Regions from separate parts of the Mus musculus genome. Here region 1 is linked to region 2. The links are chromatin contacts, called in public Hi-C maps. All regions are on one chromosome and are shown on one strand. Each heading gives the region's core, a stretch centred on a gene start, on an enhancer-like site or on the middle of the called end of the contact. The rest is flanking DNA. Distances are from core to core; before and after follow the strand shown. Region 1 overlaps Pnkd (paroxysmal nonkinesiogenic dyskinesia). Region 2 overlaps Tns1 (tensin 1).

What was found. A called contact is a pair of places that touch in the nucleus more often than the background predicts.
Region 1: a Hi-C map of muscle stem cells shows a contact between it and region 2, with 2.4 times the contacts expected there. The contact joins two enhancer-like sites. A contact is called at or near these places in 1 of 484 Hi-C or Micro-C datasets (muscle stem cells), 3 of 115 datasets of contacts at active chromatin or transcription factors (the NIH/3T3 cell line, bone marrow-derived macrophages and embryonic stem cells) and 2 of 9 other capture datasets (adipose tissue and liver).

What each region holds. Positions count from the first base shown.
Region 1 is chr1:74,294,116-74,297,409 of GRCm38.p6, forward strand. All of the region lies in intron 2 of Pnkd (paroxysmal nonkinesiogenic dyskinesia), which reads left to right. It overlaps Tmbim1 (transmembrane BAX inhibitor motif containing 1), which reads right to left. Exons shown (of 12, transcript NM_027154.5): 2 at 1,083-1,324. The coding sequence starts at 1,284. Among named protein-coding and RNA genes, the nearest start is that of Tmbim1, 8.6 kb to the right of the region's middle. Within about 2 kb of position 1,841, at least 352 of the 459 cell types and tissues checked have an H3K27ac peak or open chromatin away from gene starts, as enhancers often do. A contact at or near this core is called in muscle stem cells, where this site is marked.
Region 2 is chr1:73,964,738-73,968,346 of GRCm38.p6, forward strand. All of the region lies in intron 18 of Tns1 (tensin 1), which reads right to left. Among named protein-coding and RNA genes, the nearest start is that of Gm39664, 65 kb to the right of the region's middle. Within about 2 kb of position 1,969, at least 22 of the 459 cell types and tissues checked have an H3K27ac peak or open chromatin away from gene starts, as enhancers often do. A contact at or near this core is called in muscle stem cells, where this site is marked.

The sequences.
Region 1 (3,294 bases), core at 591-3,090, 330 kb after region 2:
AAAGACACCCTTGTAACTCAGACTCTTATTAAGCTTGGGTTCTCTAGGCTTCCTCAGTGTAACCCCAGCTTGGCTCAGGTGAGAAAGAGCTGTGCTGTCAGCAGGCAGCTGCTGCGGGCTGTGTGTCCAGCCCACCTATTTGGAGACAGGCTAGTGGCATCGCCATCTAGGAAGCAGCTGGCATTTAGGGAGTGGAACTGGCTGGCAGAGCAGTGGCCTTGGGAGTGGAGTGCCAGAGAGTAAGAGGGAAGACTACACAGGAAGTAGGTACAGGAGGGCATGGGCTGTGTCTACAGCAGGCTTCACAATGCACAGTGGTCACCTCAGAATGCATGTCCAAATAAGAGCTGGCCATATACTCACTGGCTCTAGGACACTGAGGCTACTGCAGCCACCAACATTCCATGGATGCCTCTTGGGGAACTACTTCCAAAATCTACCCAGAAGGAGCTGCGGTACAGCTCATAGGCATAGGCAGAGCAAATGTTTAATGACCTTGAGTTCAGTCTCTCATACCAAAAACAAACAAACAAACAAACAATATGTGTGTGTGTGTGTGTGTGTGTGTGTGTGTGTGTGTGTGTGTGTGTGTGTATGTGGGTGGGTGGGTGGGTGTATATATGTGTGCATATATATATGCAAAATCCACCCCCAGGAGAAGAGGCTTACTCTAGTCTAACATCACCTTCACTGGACAACCATGACATTTTGGCTGTTGGCAGGAGATGTGTCAGCCCTAGGATATTAAAAAGTGCTTAGGGTTCCTAAGGAAGGAATGGTGCCCACACACAGTGGCAACAGACTTGTTGAGAAACAGAAATGGTTCCTTAGGGCAACCACTTAGAAGCCATTACTTCACCCAGCTGCCATCTCTGGGTGTAAGTTCAGTCTTAAGGCCTCAGTCTTCTTACTGAATATATAGGCCAGCAAGTGGCTGGAGGGAAGACCAGGAGGTTAAGGGGAAGGTGAGACAGGAAGAGAAAATGGTATCAAAGGGGATGGTAGGAGGAAGGGAATGTAAGGGTTCCTCAGTGCCAAGCTCTACCTTGTCCCACCAACCCCAGCCACCCTCCATGACTCACCGTAGTTCATGGGCATTGGATGGACGGGAGGAACCGGCTGTGGGTAGCCAGCAGGATGACCGTAACCAGGTTGAGGGTAGGCAGGGTAGGCGGGATAACCACCTGGCAGGACAGATGGCTGCCCGTAGCCACCAGGAGGTGGAGAGCCAGGGTACAGGGGGTTGTGGTCCTCATAGGGAGGTGGGGCACTGGGATTGGACATGGCCACTCAAGGGCTGAGGGGAAACCCCAGCTTCTGGGTCCTGCAATAGGAAACAAGCAATCAGTCATGAGTTCCTGGCTGCCCACTCCACCCTTGCTCCTTTCTAGGCTATGTCTGTAGCTTACACATGCCATTCACCGCCCACAGGACACCAGCCCTTGGGTTTTATAATCTCTCACAGCAGCCTTTATCTGGGGCCTCCCCTGCCCTGGCCACAGGAGAGTAGGGGTGGGGATTAGTCAGACGACCAGCGTCACAGCTGAGGATCAGAACAACACAAGAGACTGGCAGCCTGGGAACTCCCTGTTCGCCTTTAAGGGAACCTTGCAGTGCTGTCCTGACAGCAGAACCAGGGAAGAAGCTGGATGGCCCTAGAAGCGCTTCCTGGTGAGTCACAGGGCTGGCCAGCTGGGACCCTTTAGAGGGCTCAACCCAGCCCCCACAGCAGCTGGCTGGAGCAGCAGGCTTGAGGGCCAGATACAGGGTGGAGCCAAGCTAGAAGCTGAGCAGGAAAGAGGAGGAAGAAAACAATCCTGCCACTGTGCCAGAATGGCCAGGCCCCAGAGGGAGGGGCAGGGCTGGCAGCAGACAGGACTCTCCAGTTCCCATCCCGTCACGGGGCATGTGGCAGCCTGTGCCTGTTGCTCCCTTCGCTGGTCTTGCCAGGGAGTAAACAGTGCTCCAGAGCTCCCTGGAAGGGGGTCTCTGGAGTCTTCCCAGCAGCAGTGGCGGGGAAGGTCAAGGAAAGCAAGCAGAGAAGTGAGGGCACAGGATGGAATGCCTCTGACAGGAGAGCCCTGCAGCTTGCCGAAGCTCCAGGTGCCACACTGATGCTCAGGGGAGCAGTGAGGCCCATTTTAGTAAAGTAGCTCCCACAGTCCTGGAGCCAGCTGTTAGGAGCACACCCTGAGTGGGTCTGGTGTTATGAGTCCTTCATGCTTTGCTGTACTTTCTAGGCCTCCTCTGCCAAGCTCATCACAGCCTGTGGACCCATAATGAAATGGCAGGCACATCCAGATATGGCAGAGATGAGGACAGAGACAAACCAAGGAAATGGTGTCTTTATTTCTTTCACAGAACCACCCCTTCCCATGCACACCCTGTGACAGAGTTACCCCCTGCCCTACAGGAAAGACTGGCAGATCCAGGTCAGCCACACCTTCAGGGCCGCTGCTGGAAGCAGGAGAGTCCCAGCTTCTCTTTCAGGGCACCAGTGCAGCTCAGAGATCAGATAGAGGACATGCACGGCTCCTCTCAGGACAACGGGAGTGATTCACAAGGAAAACCAGTGAGGATCGAGTAACAGGCCAGGTCTCTGAGCAGGTCACACTGAGGAAAGCTGTTCTCCATCTCCCCAGAGCAAGAATGTGTCAAGCCAGAGAGAAGAAAGCCTTTCTAGAGAGGAGGGGTATGAGAAGTGAGCCGGGCAGGGAAGCTTGGGAGTCAGGCACTGCGCAGGGCAGAGCTACTGGAGAAGTGGGACTCCCAGAGTGGAGAGTGAGTCTAAGATCAGCCACTGGAACTGGTTTGGAGAGTCTCGAGTCTATGAAAGGACAGAGTAATCACAAGCAAGATAAAAGAAGCAAGTTTTTCCTGCCCCAGCCTTTGGAGCAAAAGCCTTGTTCCCCTAAACCCTACTCTTTCCCTCTCCAAGCCGCCTTCTGAGTCCACAGAAAGAACGACATCCTGGTGGATGGGAAGAGGGCAAAGCAGGTTACCTTTGGTATAGAGGTGCCTGACATTCCATTATGGCTTTTATCTCAGTAATCTAGGTCTATATGAAATCCTCCATGGGGGGAGAGGGGGTGCTGGCTGATGGCTAAACAGTCCTAAAAGGCACTGCCAGGAAAGGCCCTGTTGTTAGAGTCCCAACAGTGCTACCAAGCCATGATGTCCCAATGACCTGGCCCTTCACTTTCACAGGGTATGTGGGAAATGGGGTGGTTGAGTGATCTCAGGGCTCAATGACAGCTCTAAGAGCTGACTGTGACCCAGGAAACTGACCATGCA
Region 2 (3,609 bases), core at 719-3,218:
TGATAGGGAGGGGGCTATAAAATGTACCCCATATCTTGAATTTCCAAATTGGTGGAGATCATAGTCTACAGGACCTACAGCAAAGGCCCTCTTGTCACCACAGAACCTCCTAGAACTAACCAACAAAGCCCAGGCTCCTGAAAGGGTTAAGGAGCCCCCATCGACATCTCTGTCCCCACCCAGCCACCACCGCAGTAGCCCAATTTGATTTCATCTGCCCATCTGAACACCATCTGTAGTATTTTGTGAATTACTAAAATAAATTTAACTTAAACCAGTCCTGAGCACCAAACCCCATGAGATCACAGACTTGCTATGTGAATTATACACATTTTTCTTTTCCTTTGATTTAAAAAAAATCTTTTGATAACAGATCTTATGTAGCCCAGGCTGGTCTTGAACTCACTAGGTGATGGCCTTGAATTCCTGATCCTCCTGCCTCTGCCTCCTAAGGGCTTGGATGAGAGATGTGCACCACCATACCATGTGCCTGGTTAATATATATATATACACACACACACACACATATATATATATATATGTATATATCACAATATACATACTCCTGGAGTCAGTTTATAAAGTATCTTAGCCCATGTCCAGTGCCATGGAAACAGTAGGTACAAGAACAAGTGCAAAGCATGACCCTAACCAAATGGCCTTCAGAAAGCAATAGAAGCCCCTGAAGAATCCCCTAAAGACTCTGACTGGATGGACAGCCTTCGCTTGGGAGGCTAACACAGGACTGAAGCAAGTTCAGGCCTACTCTGGGCTATATAGTAAGGTCCTCTGTTAAAGAAAAAAAAAAGCCAGGGGACAGAAACAAGGTAAGGACAGAGGGAGGGAGACCCTGACTTCAGACGCCACCTTCCCCGCAGAAGACAGAACTCTCAGTGGCTTGAGAATCTGAATTTTAAAATGCCCTTATGGGCACAGCCAGGTTTGCCCAGTGATGCTCCTCGTGAAATCAAAAGCTTCCTACTATGATCTTACCATCCCCCACGAAAGCCCATCTTATCTCTAAGAAACAGAAACAGGTACTCTTAGCTCCCATTCGCATCATCTCTCAAGTGACTTTATGGTGTTCTTTGAGTATCCCAGAACAAGCCAATGTCCCCCATGAGAGCCCTAGTGGTATCCAGGTTGTGCAATGTCCTCTGAGCCCCCTGGTCAGTCCTCCCTCACCAGCTTATCTGTGTCACAGGATCTGCTCCCAGGGCTCCTTGTCACTCTCAGGAGGAGGGTCTACAGCAGCCCACATGAGAAGTATGCTACCTTGTACAGTTTGGAAGCCACACTTTTTAATCACACAGCCTCAGAGTCCACCTAACCCCATTGCCTAGGCCAACCCATCATCTGCTAGGCATGCAGCAAAGACAAGAGTCTCACGAAATGACCCAGCCCCTGGAGAGTGTGATGTCCCTGAGACAGTGAAGCTACTCAGTACAACTCTGCTCTGACCTCTGAAGCAGCCAGCATTCCCTGCAACCACGAAGCAGCCCTGAGCATGGTAGCTTTATCCATACGTTCTAGATTCTAGAGACAGGAAGATAGACCTAGAGACCTTTGGCTGCCTCCAAGTACCCAGGATTCATCGAGTCCCCAGATTTGCTGCCACTGTGGGCAGCTATCCCAGGCCATTTCCTAGAATTACAGCCCAGGGGACATCCTGAGTTCAGTGGCTGGTCCACCCGATCCCATCCATCCAACTCTGGGAAGCAGAGGTCCCCACAGATGGTTAGAGCCAGAGCCAACATCACAACTCAGCCACTGACTCCCGGAAGGAAGTCACCCCAGCTGCCAGATCCGGGACACACGAACAGAGGGAGGTGGCTGGAGGGTCCTAGAAGCACCTCCCCCCATACACACACAAGAACCACAGCTCCTCCAGCTGGTCTAACACTATAAAGAGGGTGGGACACTAGAGGGCCACACCTCACTAGAGAAGCAGCTTTAGTTTGTAGTCTGATTACTTCATCCTTCCCAGGGCAGCCTTGGCCCAGCCGAGTCTGGATCTGGGGGAGGGAGCTCAGGTTACCATGGCCACAACTTTGATAGGCTGGGTCCCTTCTCACTGTTGTTTCCTGTTGCTGTCCTAACCCTCCCTTCTCTCTAGCCACTAACAGGTGTAGAAGCATCTCCCCAGGCCTGAACAATTGAACAATTGGCTCTTGTTCAATGTTAATGCCTCTTCTCTTTCTCTCTGTGCGCGCATGTGTGCCTTTGGGAGAGTGAGCATGTACCTGTGTGCCTGTGAGTGTGTAGAGGTGAGAGGTCAATCTCAGAGGCCTTTCCTCAGGCACTATCTCCCTTTTTCTTTTGAGGCAAGGTCCCTCACCGGCCTGGAATTCACCAAGTAAGTTAAGGAGGACGGGAGGTCATTGAGCCCCAGCGATCCTCCTATGCCTGCCTCTCCATCACTGGGATTACAAACACCTACGAACCACCCCTGGTTTTGCACATGGGAATAGAACTGGGGTCTTCGTGCTTATAAGGAAAGCGCTTTGCCAACTAAGCCATCTTCTCAACCCCTTGACCCTTGTTCTTAAAGGACAAAATGATTGAGTGTTTTGACTTAGTCTTGGGGTTAGGACTAAAACAGAACACTGTCCCTAGGAGAGCTACTTCATAGTCTGTGAGCGAGTGGGGCAGGGGCACATGCAGCACCAGGTAAGGTTGTCACCCAGGGAATATGTAGCCAGAAGCATGGTGGGTTATAGCGGGAAGAAATGCCATTGGCATATAGCAGGTAGACTTGAGCTAGACAGAGGAAAGAGAGTACAGGGTGGAAGAAGCTGAGTTCCCAACAGACGACTCCAATTTAGCTGCCTACTGCATGAGCTTGGCTGGTTTAGTTTCCACTGTGGCAAAATACACAGAGGAAAGCTTGGAGCTCTAAAATGTCTTGTTCTAGAGCGAACCCAGGATCATCAAGGAGGCAGCAGGCATAGTCAGAAGGGTGGGGGCAGGAAGAAGCACCCCCCACCCCATGACAGACATGGCAGCAAGGTGCTGAAGGTGCAGGGGGAGAAGGGAAGGGGGAGAGGGAAGGACACTGAGAAAGAAAGGAGGAGGGCTTGCTGCCTGAGCTGACTGCGCACCGAGGCTCTGTGTGTGTGTGTGTGTGTGTGTGTGTGTGTGTGTGTGTGTGTGTGTATGTGTGTGTGTGTGTGTGTGTGATAGAAACATACTCTCAGAATGCCCTAGGACCCTACCCCCCCCCCCACAGTAGCCCAAAAGACCTGAAGAAGTGCAGCTCAGGGCTACAGGGGTAGGACAGGCTTTGGAGAGTCAGCCTTTTGGGGGTCTCCATACCTATTCCAGGAAGGCAGCAGGCAGAGCCAGTCTGGGGATATGTTCCCTGGGAATAGGATAAGATTATGCAGGAGGGGGACTGTCAGCTCCCAGTAGATATATGCATCGGACGGATAAGGGGTAGAGGGACATCTGTTCGTAGCCCTCCTGCCTCTCCTCACCTCACGGCTCTCAGCACAGATGTGCTCCAGAAGCCTCCTCATCCGGGAAGGAGACGGCAGAGAAGGACAGATGAGTTCGGGGTGCAAAGGAGACTGAATCAATGCCTGTAGCCATTCACCAAGGGTCTGTGCC